Linked DNA regions of Zea mays: region 2 is linked to region 1. The links are chromatin contacts, called in public Hi-C maps. All regions are on one chromosome and are shown on one strand. The core of a region is the stretch at or near the end of the contact, and the rest is flanking DNA. Distances in the headings are between cores, read along the strand shown.

Region 1 (5,962 bases), core at 1,699-4,198:
GCCCAAGTGAAGTGACACCACTCCACCACTCCTGCTGTCCTGCACGGCTGCACTCCACTGGCCAAGCGCATGCAGCAGGGGGGGAAAAATACTTCTCCATGCCATGGGCCTTTACTTCTTTCTGCATGGAATTGGTGAGAGGCCGTCTTTCGTATTGCATCGTGGGCTCGGAGCCCATGGAACTAGTAGCTAGCCTCCCTCAAGTCAAGAATGCTGCTCGGAAAGCTCGTCATGAGATGTCGCGTTTCCTTACCATTTTTGTGTGATCGCGCAATTACTATTGACCAATCGTACACGTGCCCTCGAAGCAAAGTCAAGGTCCATGAGATATGGCGACGCTGATCTTATATATTTTCTGTTTCTGCCTGGGTACCAAAGGCATCGATATCTATCCTAGATCATCTACTATCTCTCTCTCTCTCTCTAAAATGATGAATAGTTCATCGTCTGCTTTTAATTAATCATCAGCTAAAAGCCCAGGACAAACAAGGGCGACCAGTTCCTGTTTTATCTGCCTGAAGCTTCATCGGAGCTGCTGATTAGCTGCCGGCCGGGTTTTTCTGCAGGTAGTAGTGGCGTGGCGACCAAACAAACCCGAGTGTCGTCTCTTTTTCTTTGGCCTGGACCTGCATGGAGCTTGAAGAAGATATTTCCCTGATAAGCACACTTTAATTAGAAGAACAAACTAAGAGTCTTGCTTGCAAAGAAGCGTCATTCTCTATCTATTAAGTAGTTCATCAGTCTTTCTGCATCCGCTTGAATTGCTAGTGTGTGTGGGGTTAGGTATAATATAGTACTATGTGACAAGGGCGCGTTCAGGTCTTAACTCTCCTGCTAATATAAGATTTGTAACTCGTGACAGCTGTTTCGGACGACAGTGCGCGCTGCTGCCGTGCAGATATTTTCTGCTAGCGTGCCAGTTTGGACCAGGGACGGTTCCATATAGGAGTATTTCTCTAGCTCTGTTGAGGACTGACGAGTAATCGTTATGAGATAGTAACATATGGCTCATATATATATATACAAATCATTTTTGGATTAAGATACTGGCCGATTCATCATAAAGATAAAGGTGTTGCTCGTAGATATACTCTACGGTGATATATAATATGAGGTGTGTTAGGATTTAGTGGACGTACGCCGGCCGCCCTACTCCTCTTGCTATCTTTTGTACGGTACGTCCGATGACCTAGCTGGTGTCGTTTCGATGCATGACAGCGGTCATTTTACAAGAAATTTTGATTGCCTTGTATTCATTCATTCATTCACCCCTATAGTCGTCTCTATATATGTATCGGTTCTTGATCAATATATGTGATTCATATATAAACTGAAGAACACATGCACTTGATTGAGATATCTCTCATCCCCCAATCGATTTGCACTGCTAAAAGTTAAATGAGAAGTCAAAGCCTAGACGCAAAAGGTCGTTTGTTCGAACTTGTCAGCTGCATATGAATATATATGATATGATCGTGCGCGCGGCAACTATATATACGTCAAAGCTGTTGTCAATCAATAACAAGAAAAGGACATGCAAGCGCCAAGTCGTTACCGCAAACCTCCAGTCGAACTTCAATTAAAAACCATGTGAGACTGATTATCAAGATTGTCGTTTTACTGTCTCTACATGCAGGCACTAATAACCGTGTGCGGACATCATCCTGCCACCCCCCTCTAAGCAGTAACGACGGCTACCGGCGGCAAAGACACGCACGCAAATAAGCTAGCTAATTACTGTGATTATATATTACTTAAGAACTCACTTGACAAAGATCGACGCATAGTTTAAAGGTCGCTTGTGCTAATCCACTTCTTCGTCCGACTATTCAACCGCGAGTATATATATGTATCGTTTTTATTTCTCGATGATTCCAAATACGAATTGTATATGGGGTCTCGAACCCTAGCCAGCTAGCTGCTAGCTAGATTCTACCGGCTCCAGCTACGACTATACATATACGTATACGAGGCCTAGAGCCCTAGACCATGGTTAATTATTAGAGCTGGGACGTATAAAAACACATACGCTACGCAGTTATATCATTAATTAACCGCCATGACATTAACATTTTATTGGGCGTAGATCTATCAAGTACCGCGCGTGATGCTCTCTTATACTAAACTACTACGGTGTTTACGCTTTTTATTTTATAATCGAATTGTTCCTTTCGTTTTGGCCGGGTTGCTTTCGTCGTCCCGCCAATCCAGTTTTTTTGATGGTCCCGTTCCGATCCGTTCGCAATCATGTTTCGAAAATAAAAGTAAAAAATGAAACCCCGGAAGAGGGTTATGCCGACCGATCTCGTTCGTTGTTGTCATCTCTGCTCTCTATCTATATTTCGTAGCACTAATCATTTTTTTAACATTTGACTACGTAGTTGAGGGATATTAGGTAAGCATCATCAATAACACGGAGGTAGACGTATATGCATGGATGTCTATCGGCACTGCACACCTTTTGGTCACCATCGCGCGCACAGGTAGAGTTAGATTTTGACAGATCAATATACTATTGTTATATACAGTCACAAGCCGACCACTTACACCGTCAAACTTGGCTTTGTCCGACCGAACTGCGTAAAATCGACACGCAAGCTTTAGGACGGTGGGTAGCTACGATCGTCCGGCGCAAGTGGCGCCACGTTTCGACGCGCACTTGGGCCGATGATTCCCCCATCGATACCGCCTTTGCAGCCGGTGGCGGCAGTCGTGCGGGGTGGCAGACGTGCATCGGCCAGAAGGACAAAAGTCTCCGCGATTCGCATGCATGGTCAGCGGGCTGGCCGGTTGGGTTGGGTTGGGTGCCGCCGCGGCACGCACAAAACAAACCGTGTCCGGGTCAAACCCACGCCACCGGCCGGCGGGCGGCCGGGGTGGGTGGGTGGGCGGCTGCGGCCTCCGGGCGCACACCGTCCGTCACGTACGGCGGTCGTGCGTGGCCGCGAGCCGGCGGCCGGTTCGATGGCGGGGCCCTCGTGACCTCGTCCCGTCCGCGCCGCGGGCATATATACAGTAGCTAAGCTAAGCAGTAGATTTTCGTTGGACGTGCTACCTACGCAACGCGTTCGCGGGGGCGAGGCGTGGACTTCTTTTTTTCGTTGGTGCCGAAAGCGGGCCGATGCCACGCGAGCTAGAGCAGGCGGCGGCAGGGGTTGGTACGTCCTCCCAGCACGCGTGCCCCCCGATCCCAATATGCGCCCAAAAAGAGAGCGCCAATCCGCTGCCCACGCCGCTTCGATCTCTTCCTTTTTGTCATATTTTCCGGAAGAATCTGGCGCCGAGACATGGCTTGGACATGATTGTATGCAATCAGACCATATTCGTGCTCAGCCACTAACCTAAACTGAGCAGAGGAGAGCTAGCTCACTGAACAAGGCATTAGCGTTAATACTACCATTACATACTTGCATCCACCACACCGGCGGGTACCAATGAAAATACAACGGCACAGAAATAATATAAAACTGCCTCTGCTGATGAAGCGCAACGACATGCATGCACGCTTACTCCACACAGTTTTAGGTTACCATGCCGATCCCCAGGACAGATCACGTGGAGAGAGAGAGAGAGCGGGGGGCCTAAACTGAGCAGGACACACACACTGCCCTTATTACAACAACAAAAGCAGATGAGCTTTAGGTTTGCCATGCTAGTTTATTCAGCAAACGTACGCCCCCGCCCACCACTAGCCTAACTAATTCGGAGGGATAAGCTATAATACGGTTCTAATAACAAGGAGATATGGCCTAGTTAATTCCTTCTCCTCCTGCCGCTTCGTACGAACGATCGAGCCAATGGGCCGGGGGAACCACGCACGCATGGACAAAATCCCATTGGACACCTTCTGGCGTGCGATTAAGAAACCTAATCTTTCCATAAAAAGCAATTAACAAAGCTAAGCACTTCCATAGCTTCTCCTACCTACTGCATAATGAGGGGGGGAGCCACAGTCTGCTAGTCCTCGTCATTATTTGCGCTAGCTACCTGGAGGACAGTTATTGACATGTGAAGACGAGGCGGGGGAGAGAAGATCGCTAGCTTCCAACTATATACTCCTATGCGTTAGCCATTAGGTCTATATAATACTCCTTCCGTCCCAACATATAAGTTTTTTTAAAAGTTTGACCAAATTTATACAACGAAGTAATAACATTTACGATATCAAATATATGCTATTAGATTCTCTATTAAATATATTTTCATACTATATCTATTCCATGTCATTAATCTTTATGATTTGCGCTATACTTTTTTGTCAAACTTTAAAAACTTTGGCTCTAAAAAAATCTTGAAATGACATATATTTTGGAACGGGTCGAGTATGACATATATTTTCATACTACTTCTATTGTTAGAGATGTCTTGTTAGGGTTTGTTTGTATTGCTAAGGCTAGTCTAGTTGAGTCTTAAAAATAGCTTCAATTAGTTAGGATTTACTATTAGTTGAAGGTTAAGTAACAAATTAATTAGCTCGTCTATTAGTTCTCTTGTTTGTATGCATGATTTAGAACTGATGATTTTTAGCCCATATTTAGTTCACACTGAATGAGTATATATGTGCCCTCGTACCTACCTTGAATTGGTAGTACCGGCAACATTGTTATTAAACGGTCTATTGTAACCTAGAAGCATCAATGCAATAATTGAAGGCGTGATGGGATTGGTTCCAAACTCCCAAAAACTTCAGTTTTTTTTAAACAAGTCACTGCCTTCCGTGGGGAACAACATCATAGACGGCAGATTGGAGTGCAAGGAAAGCAACGGAGAGGGGTGAATCTAGGGAACAATCAGTGTCGTCCACGCCATGCATGGTGACAGCTATATGTATGTGCAGCTCATAGCGCTCCTGGTACGGCATGAAGCCCCCTATTTTAACTCGGCACAAGTATGCCACATCACGGGGTATTTAGTGAGCCTAACCTAGACCCATTCGATGCATGTATAGGGTCGTATTTAGGCTGCTACTCTGATTAGAGATGTCAATGAGAAATTTCCCACCGAAATATAGCATTCCAGACCCATCTCTATCATGTTTGATCTATCCCCATACCCATCATGCATGGGTGGAAAACTCATCCCATACTCTTCTCCATTCGGGTTTCAAGTCTCCAATGGGCCTCCATCCCCAATTAAGGATAACTAGGTACTAACAACTAGTACAAACTATCCAAGTTTCAGACATCACCACATTGGCAAGCACGCATCCATGAACTATGATCCATCCATCCATCCATCAAAAAAGAAATCAGTATTTTTGGACCGATAGAAGAAATGAAGTCTGCTCACCTTCCTTGTCACCATCTGAGTTCGTTGGCGCCTAAGAATCCATGGTCATCACCATCGTCCTAGGCTCCTAGCAGTCGGCGGTGCTCCTCATCGCTGGTGAAGTCGCCAGTGTGCGGTGCTAGCGCAACTGTTCAGGCGTGCCACGGTTGGCTGGCTGGACAGGGCATAGCGTATGACTGGTTATTTTAGGGTTTTGTTTTTTTGCTAATCTGCTAGTTGTCTTGTTGGGCTAGGACATGGGGACTGGTGCGCTGACGTGCTGGGTTTGGTGTCCGGCTCGGCCTCAACTCATTCATACAAACAAGACATGCGTACACGTATAAAATATACATGGGTAATCGAGTTTGGATTATTACTTCCCAAACCCATACTCGTTTACTCAATGGGTGAATTTTGTCCCATATTCATACTCATACGAACAATTTCTGTCACATACCCGTATCCTAATAGGAAATCCCCACGGGTTAGCGGGTATCGGGTCTCTATTGACATTTTTAACTCTGACAAACTGGATTGTAATTTAACACGTTCTGTTGAACACGACCTTAATGTGAGTTTTGCCTAGTGCAAACTTGGACCAACAAGAGGTCAATTTGCACATCTACAGTGACAGCAACATAAAAGCGCATATATCACGGTTCCGACCATGACATCAAGATCCGTGCCACTGCCA
Region 2 (5,962 bases), core at 1,687-4,186, 34 kb after region 1:
CGGAGAGAAAAAATTTCGGACCCCAACGAAAAGGAAATTTCCGAAATCTTAAATAGATTTAAGTTTTTTAAAAATGATACATTTTATATTAAAAAAAGGCCAATTTCGTAAACATATATTTTTTGGACCCACCAAAATCAAGAAAATTCCAGAGATTTCCGTCCGAGATTGTAAACCCCAGCCTATTGATCAAACGTGATTCTGCGCTGCCTACTACGATCGCCAGGTCCGTCCACGACCGCCGACTGCGGATCGTCAGGTCAGTATGCAGCTCAACGTGATTCAACTCGCATCCAACGGCAGGTCGGGATCGTCGAGCGCGGATCGTCAGGTATGCCTGCTCTGCTGTCATGGTTTGCGTTGTTTTTCCCATGTCAATCGGTCACGGCCTCATAGCGGATCATGGACTGCATTGTTTTGAACTAGTAGCTGGTGCGCGCCCTTGGGCGCGCTTTATCACGGATATAAGCTAGATTATAAGTGTTGTTATTATAGAGAAAAAAATATGTATAGAAATTGGTCCCAACTTTAATATATAGAAATTGGTGCACGTGCTCATTAAAGCAAGGGTACATGTTTCTGTTATGGCTGGATGAAACATTGTCCAACAGTTGCGTACTGCTTCAAAATTTTCTTTTCTCGGCCAGGGATGATGCAAATAGATTGGGAATAGGCTTATACATTAATTTGGGTGTGGTTCGTCAGTGAACTGTCCTCTCCTCCCTTTATACTTTGCATCTGATTAGAATGGTTTGAACCGCACTTGTTTCCTGATTAGAATACTTTGCATCTGATTGCACGTGATTTTGGGTTTGAGGGATGAAGATGAGAGAAAGAAAAAGAGGGATGTGCATGAGAATGCAAATGTGCTGAAAAGACTTGGTTGAGCAGGAGGGTGGATATTCAAAGTGCAGACATTCCTCACTGCGTTGTGAACTCACTAATAAACTATGACCTGTGAACTCAGTCATGTCTGCCTCTAATGTGAGCTGTGAACTCACTAGTATGAGATGTGAACCTCTAGTTTGGAAAAAAAATGTGGCTCTCAATTTGCAAAGATGGTCCTGTGCAATTTTCACATTACATCAGCAGTGGTGCTCAATTTTCAAAGGTTACGCTGTCCCATACTACTAGTGATGTAACTCCCAGAAAAGCAGCATTGATTGAACAGCAGATCACAGAACATGTAGGGATCAGATCGGTGGTGGAAAGAGTGCCTCAAAATAATAGCACAGTCCAGTTCAATATGATGATTTTCTGAGTTTCATTTTTTACATGGGTTAAGTCAGTTAAACATTTTCTTTGCCGCTGTCAAATTCTTTTGAATTCTCAAGATTATACTCCAAAATTCTTTTCAATACAATGTCGCACAATACTCATTACTTTGCCAGCATTGCATTCTCGAGAATACACTGTCGATACTACATTCTCAAACAATCAATTACGTTGTCAACCATGGGATCTAAAATTGAGGTACATTATTGCATTCACTCCGTCTGGACTCTGGAGTCACATGACTCTGAAGATGCCCCTTACAGGTAGCATCAAGCACCCAAACAGCACCCTGTATTGCAAGTTTCAACTAGGAACCTCATCCAGCACCAGCACGCCCTTGCTCTGAAATCGATTTTTGCACAACTAGAATCTCACAATGTAGCTCAGAAGAAGACCGCGCTGGATGCAGAGGTACTCCTGTTTCTGTAGAAGAAAATACAAGCAGAAACAACAGGAGGTACTTGCACCGGGTCTCGTCGACAAACAGCCTATTTGCCAGCTGACAGAGACGCCGGCGGCGAGCGGTACCAGAGAGAGAGGCGGAGATGATGGTAGCTTAGCAACACCTACAAGATGCGGTGACGTCGCTGGCGAGCAGAAGCAGAGTCGCGGGCGAAGGGGGTAGGGATGGCATCTGGTACATTTTACCCGCGTGCCCGCGCGTAAAAGCCCTATAGGATGCGGGTTTGGGTGTGAGTTTGTACCCGTGTGTACGGAAACGGGTTTGATTCTCAACCCGACGGGTTTTTTCTCGTGGGTATGAAAATGTTGTACCAGTGTCCGCAAACCCACATACCCGCGTGTGTGTCTGTGTAGACTGTAGAGCACATGCATCTCAATTTAGTGCCACCCCGAAAGCTTTGAATGAACAGAGTCAATCAAATGATATAAAAAAAGACTACAGGCGCTAGGGAACTCGTAAAACTTTTGGCTAAGATCGATACATGTTTTTATCAGTTTAATAAATATTTATTATATGACTGTGCCTGCGGATGTCATAAACCCGCGGGTAGCGGGTTTGGGTAACGTACGCTACCCGTCGCGGGTAGCGGGTGCGGGTTTAACATTAATCTTACGGGTATAGGTTTGTAATCTCTGTACCCGCGGGTTTTAAACCCGTTGCCATCCTAGAATGGGCAGCTTTTTTTCTAAACAGCTTTTTTGAAAATCTGTTGTGACAAGATTACTGTGGAGAATCTAAATATTATGATCATTACGTGCGGAAAAAATGAATGAGTCCTTAGAGTTTAGGATCTTAAAAGTGATGAATTTTTGCTATTACAATAGATCGTCCGATTCTATGTTCACGTTCGTTTTAGACTTTTAATAAAACGATTCTTATAAAAATAAATTGAAAAGTTAGACGTAACTGATAATAGAAGCTGAAAAAGAACTGAAAGAAACAAACTCAAAAAATGAGAACAGATAGGATCCTGGTGGATACAAGATCCAGAACGAGAGCCCGTAACCCGCGGGTGAAAAAGTACATCCTCAGTTCCCCACCCGCCGCACACAGACCGCCCCACCGGGTCTAACCCGAGAAACCCGCGGCCAGCCCCCGCAGGCCCGGACCCTGGCCCCCGGCCCTGTTGTCATCCTCCTGCGGCTCCCGCATCTCTAGCTCTCACGTGCGCACCGCCTGCTCGACGCAATTCCCCACTCGCCCACCAACCTTCCCGTCCCCGATGGCGATCATGGCGGCCACCGCCACTGCCGTGGCTTCCCCCTCCAGCTCCACCTCGCCAGGTCCCCTCCAACCCAGCCCCCGCTTCCTCCCTCCCGTCTCCACGCCCGCTCGCTGCCATCTCCTCCCCAAGCCGCGGCGGTGGTGCGCGCGCCTCCACATCGAGCGTCGGGTGGCCGTCGGCAGCGACGTGTCTTCGTCCCATGACGTGGCTGCCGAGGAGGCCGCTGCTGCGCCCAAGGTCGGGAAGCGCGTGCGCGTCACGGTGCCCGTCCGCGTCCACCACGTTGCCAAGGCGCCCGGCCTGGACCTGCGCGGCATGGAGGGCGTCGTCAAGCAGTACATCGGCGTTTGGAAGGGGAAGCGCATCACGGCCAATCTCCCATTCAAGGTAGAGTTCGAGCTCAAGCTGGACGGCCAGGACAAGCCGGTCCGGTTCATCACCCACCTCCGCGAGCAAGAGTTCGAGATCCTCGGGGAGGAATAGAGCTCTGGACTAGAGAATAACGCGCTCTCATCGGCGGCTGTGGCATCTGTATACTATTGTGTCTGCGCTAAAGAAGAACGTGGTCGAGGGTGCGGGGAGAATAGGAGATTGCAACTTTGCTAGTAAGTTCCTGTTTGTTTGCTTATTTGCGGTGCGCTTCTCCCCTCTCCACCCTTTAACATTGAAATTTTCATATGTGAGGATTGAGGAATTGTTCGATTGTTGATACTTATGATCCAAAGTAATTAAACTGAGGAATCTGTTCAGCATCACGTTCTGTTGATGTTCAAGACAAAATGTTACCTCTAGGAGTGAGCGATGCCGTGACATATGATGGAATGTATTGTAGTTAAGTTTGTTTGCCACTTGGATGATAAGAACTAGTTTGATCCTGGCTCAAACAGGAGGCATGTTGGCTGATTTTTCCAATTAAAATAAGAAGCCAATATATCTGTTGATAGCCATGCAAAATGAATAAAAATATGAGCATAGCTATTCTGTTATGAAATTCAGTCGCATCACTTTGTAATAAATCTACTCTTCAGATGTTTCTTGTTTTCCTTCATTACTTCTATAGCATTGGTCGTGAGTATTCTTTCGAGATCTACAACAACAGAAAGCAAGGGCAAAGATGCCAGCCCTGGCTTTCTCAGAACAGGCACTCCTCAAACTCATTTGCAGTGAATTTGACCAATATAAACTAGGCTGACCACTTAGGGGTCAAGACTAACTTGAATTTCTGATTCTTTGAGTTTAACCTGAGTATGCTCTGATTATATGATGCAATTTGTGAATCACACCTAACTTAAATTCTGCAGCAATATTCCTGATAACATTTCTTACTCTCCTAGAGACTTTATTACTGCGCGTTGGATATTTTGTCTTCTTTTTTTAGCTTTCATGCATTCTATTCTTGTTTCTTGATGTGGGGTTGCACAGCCTAAAAAGACTCCCCTTTGGTTTTGACAAAAGTTCCAATCTTGTCATATGATATTCTTTTACAGGGAATGTATGTATTTAGAGTTGAATTATCAGTGGCCTGTTCTAATGATGATTTCACCATTACAAGTTTTGCATCAATCCTTCTGTTCTAGTGATGATCTAATGATTAATGTTCCAGTGCATTTGTTTGTGTGCTGCATGCAATTTCTAAATCTCACAATGTGAGTTTTCTTAACAAAATGACCGTTTCTATTATTTTACGTTGCTTATGTGCCAACACATTCATTTTACAGAAAATGCACAAGCGGTCATCTTCTGACCAAGCACTCATCTACTCGTATATGCAAAATACATGGTTATATTCATATGCATACGCTCACATGTGTGTCTACAGATCTTTTCTATCACACTATTAATTAAAATTTATGAAATCTTAATTTACCATGAATAAATAGTATCAGAAGGAGCAAATTGAGATATTTTCTCAATGGACAATGGGTAATAACTTGAAGAAACAGCTGTCCATTATGCTTGATGTTTCCACTAATAGACCGAAAATGTTATTAGGGCTAGTTTGGGAATCTCATTTTTCCAACGGATTTAATTAGTTCATTTTCCCTTGGGAAAATGAAAATCCCTTGGAAAAATGGAGTTCCCAAACTAGTCCTTATATGGTTATTGGACTTCTCTGCCAAGTATTCTTGTGTGCTGTTTGATTTGTTGAAAGCATAATTGACAAGTTAGAACTTAGAACAATCAATGAATGATCTTTTGGGCTGCCACATAATGTTTCCTTCAATCTAGTTACCACTCGTTCAGTTATGTTATGAGTGACTCAGATGGGTGTTGAAGGATATTTGTTCAATTCAACCTATGTTTATGTCTTCGTATTGGACAAAATGTCTGCAGACAGCTCGCTGGTGGGCACAGGTGTTTGGATTTCAAAGCGTCAACAAATGGGAATAAGTTCTGATCAGCTTCTGCTGCTTTCAGAGCCATCATTCCTGCACAATTGGCAAATGGTACTTGGACAGTTGAAAATCCCAAAAACATCACTAATCCTTTCATTGAGGGCTGGCGGAATTCTATGGCTGATATGGAGGACATATATAGTTCTCTATCATTGAGGGATGTCAAAATGAAGATGGTGATATGAGTGAAACAAATTATTCAACAATTTAGAGCTACAACGGCCTAAGAACATTCTCTGTTAGAGCTACTGGTACTTCACAAAGCTTTTCTTTATATAAGAGACACGATTTATTACCTACCACTTCAGGAGCAGGGGAGACCCAATGTCAAAGGCTCACACATGAGTAGGGTTTGAGAGGGATAAATCGTGGTAAATCTTCCACCACAAATACAGAGTGGCCGAGAGGCTACTTCGAACCTGTGACCTAGTGGCTTAGTTATATAGCTCACGCCACGGCACGAGGCACTTAGTTCTATAGCTCTCCCCACTGCACCATACACAGTGAATCAGTGATATAACCCTCGCACCATGTCTGTTCTTCTATTATCTACCACTATCCTGCAGCATAAGTATCTTTAAAGATGCTAAGAGCATAGAGTTT

Evidence for each region. A called contact is a pair of places that touch in the nucleus more often than the background predicts.
Region 2: a Hi-C map of bundle sheath shows a contact between it and region 1, with 2.2 times the contacts expected there. The contact joins the promoter of LOC100193300 here to the enhancer-like site in region 1. A contact is called at or near these places in 13 of 25 Hi-C or Micro-C datasets (bundle sheath, ear, endosperm and 5 more) and 1 of 3 datasets of contacts at active chromatin or transcription factors (leaf).

The regions. Positions count from the first base shown.
Region 1 is chr2:25,171,208-25,177,169 of Zm-B73-REFERENCE-NAM-5.0, forward strand. No RefSeq gene overlaps it. Among protein-coding and RNA genes, the nearest start is that of LOC103646158, 21 kb to the left of the region's middle. Within about 2 kb of position 2,949, at least 17 of the 20 cell types and tissues checked have an H3K27ac peak or open chromatin away from gene starts, as enhancers often do. A contact at or near this core is called in bundle sheath, ear, endosperm and 4 more, where this site is marked.
Region 2 is chr2:25,205,511-25,211,472 of Zm-B73-REFERENCE-NAM-5.0, forward strand. LOC100193300 reads left to right here and starts at 2,937. Exons shown (of 4, transcript NR_159664.1): 1 at 2,937-3,568; 2 at 5,298-5,610.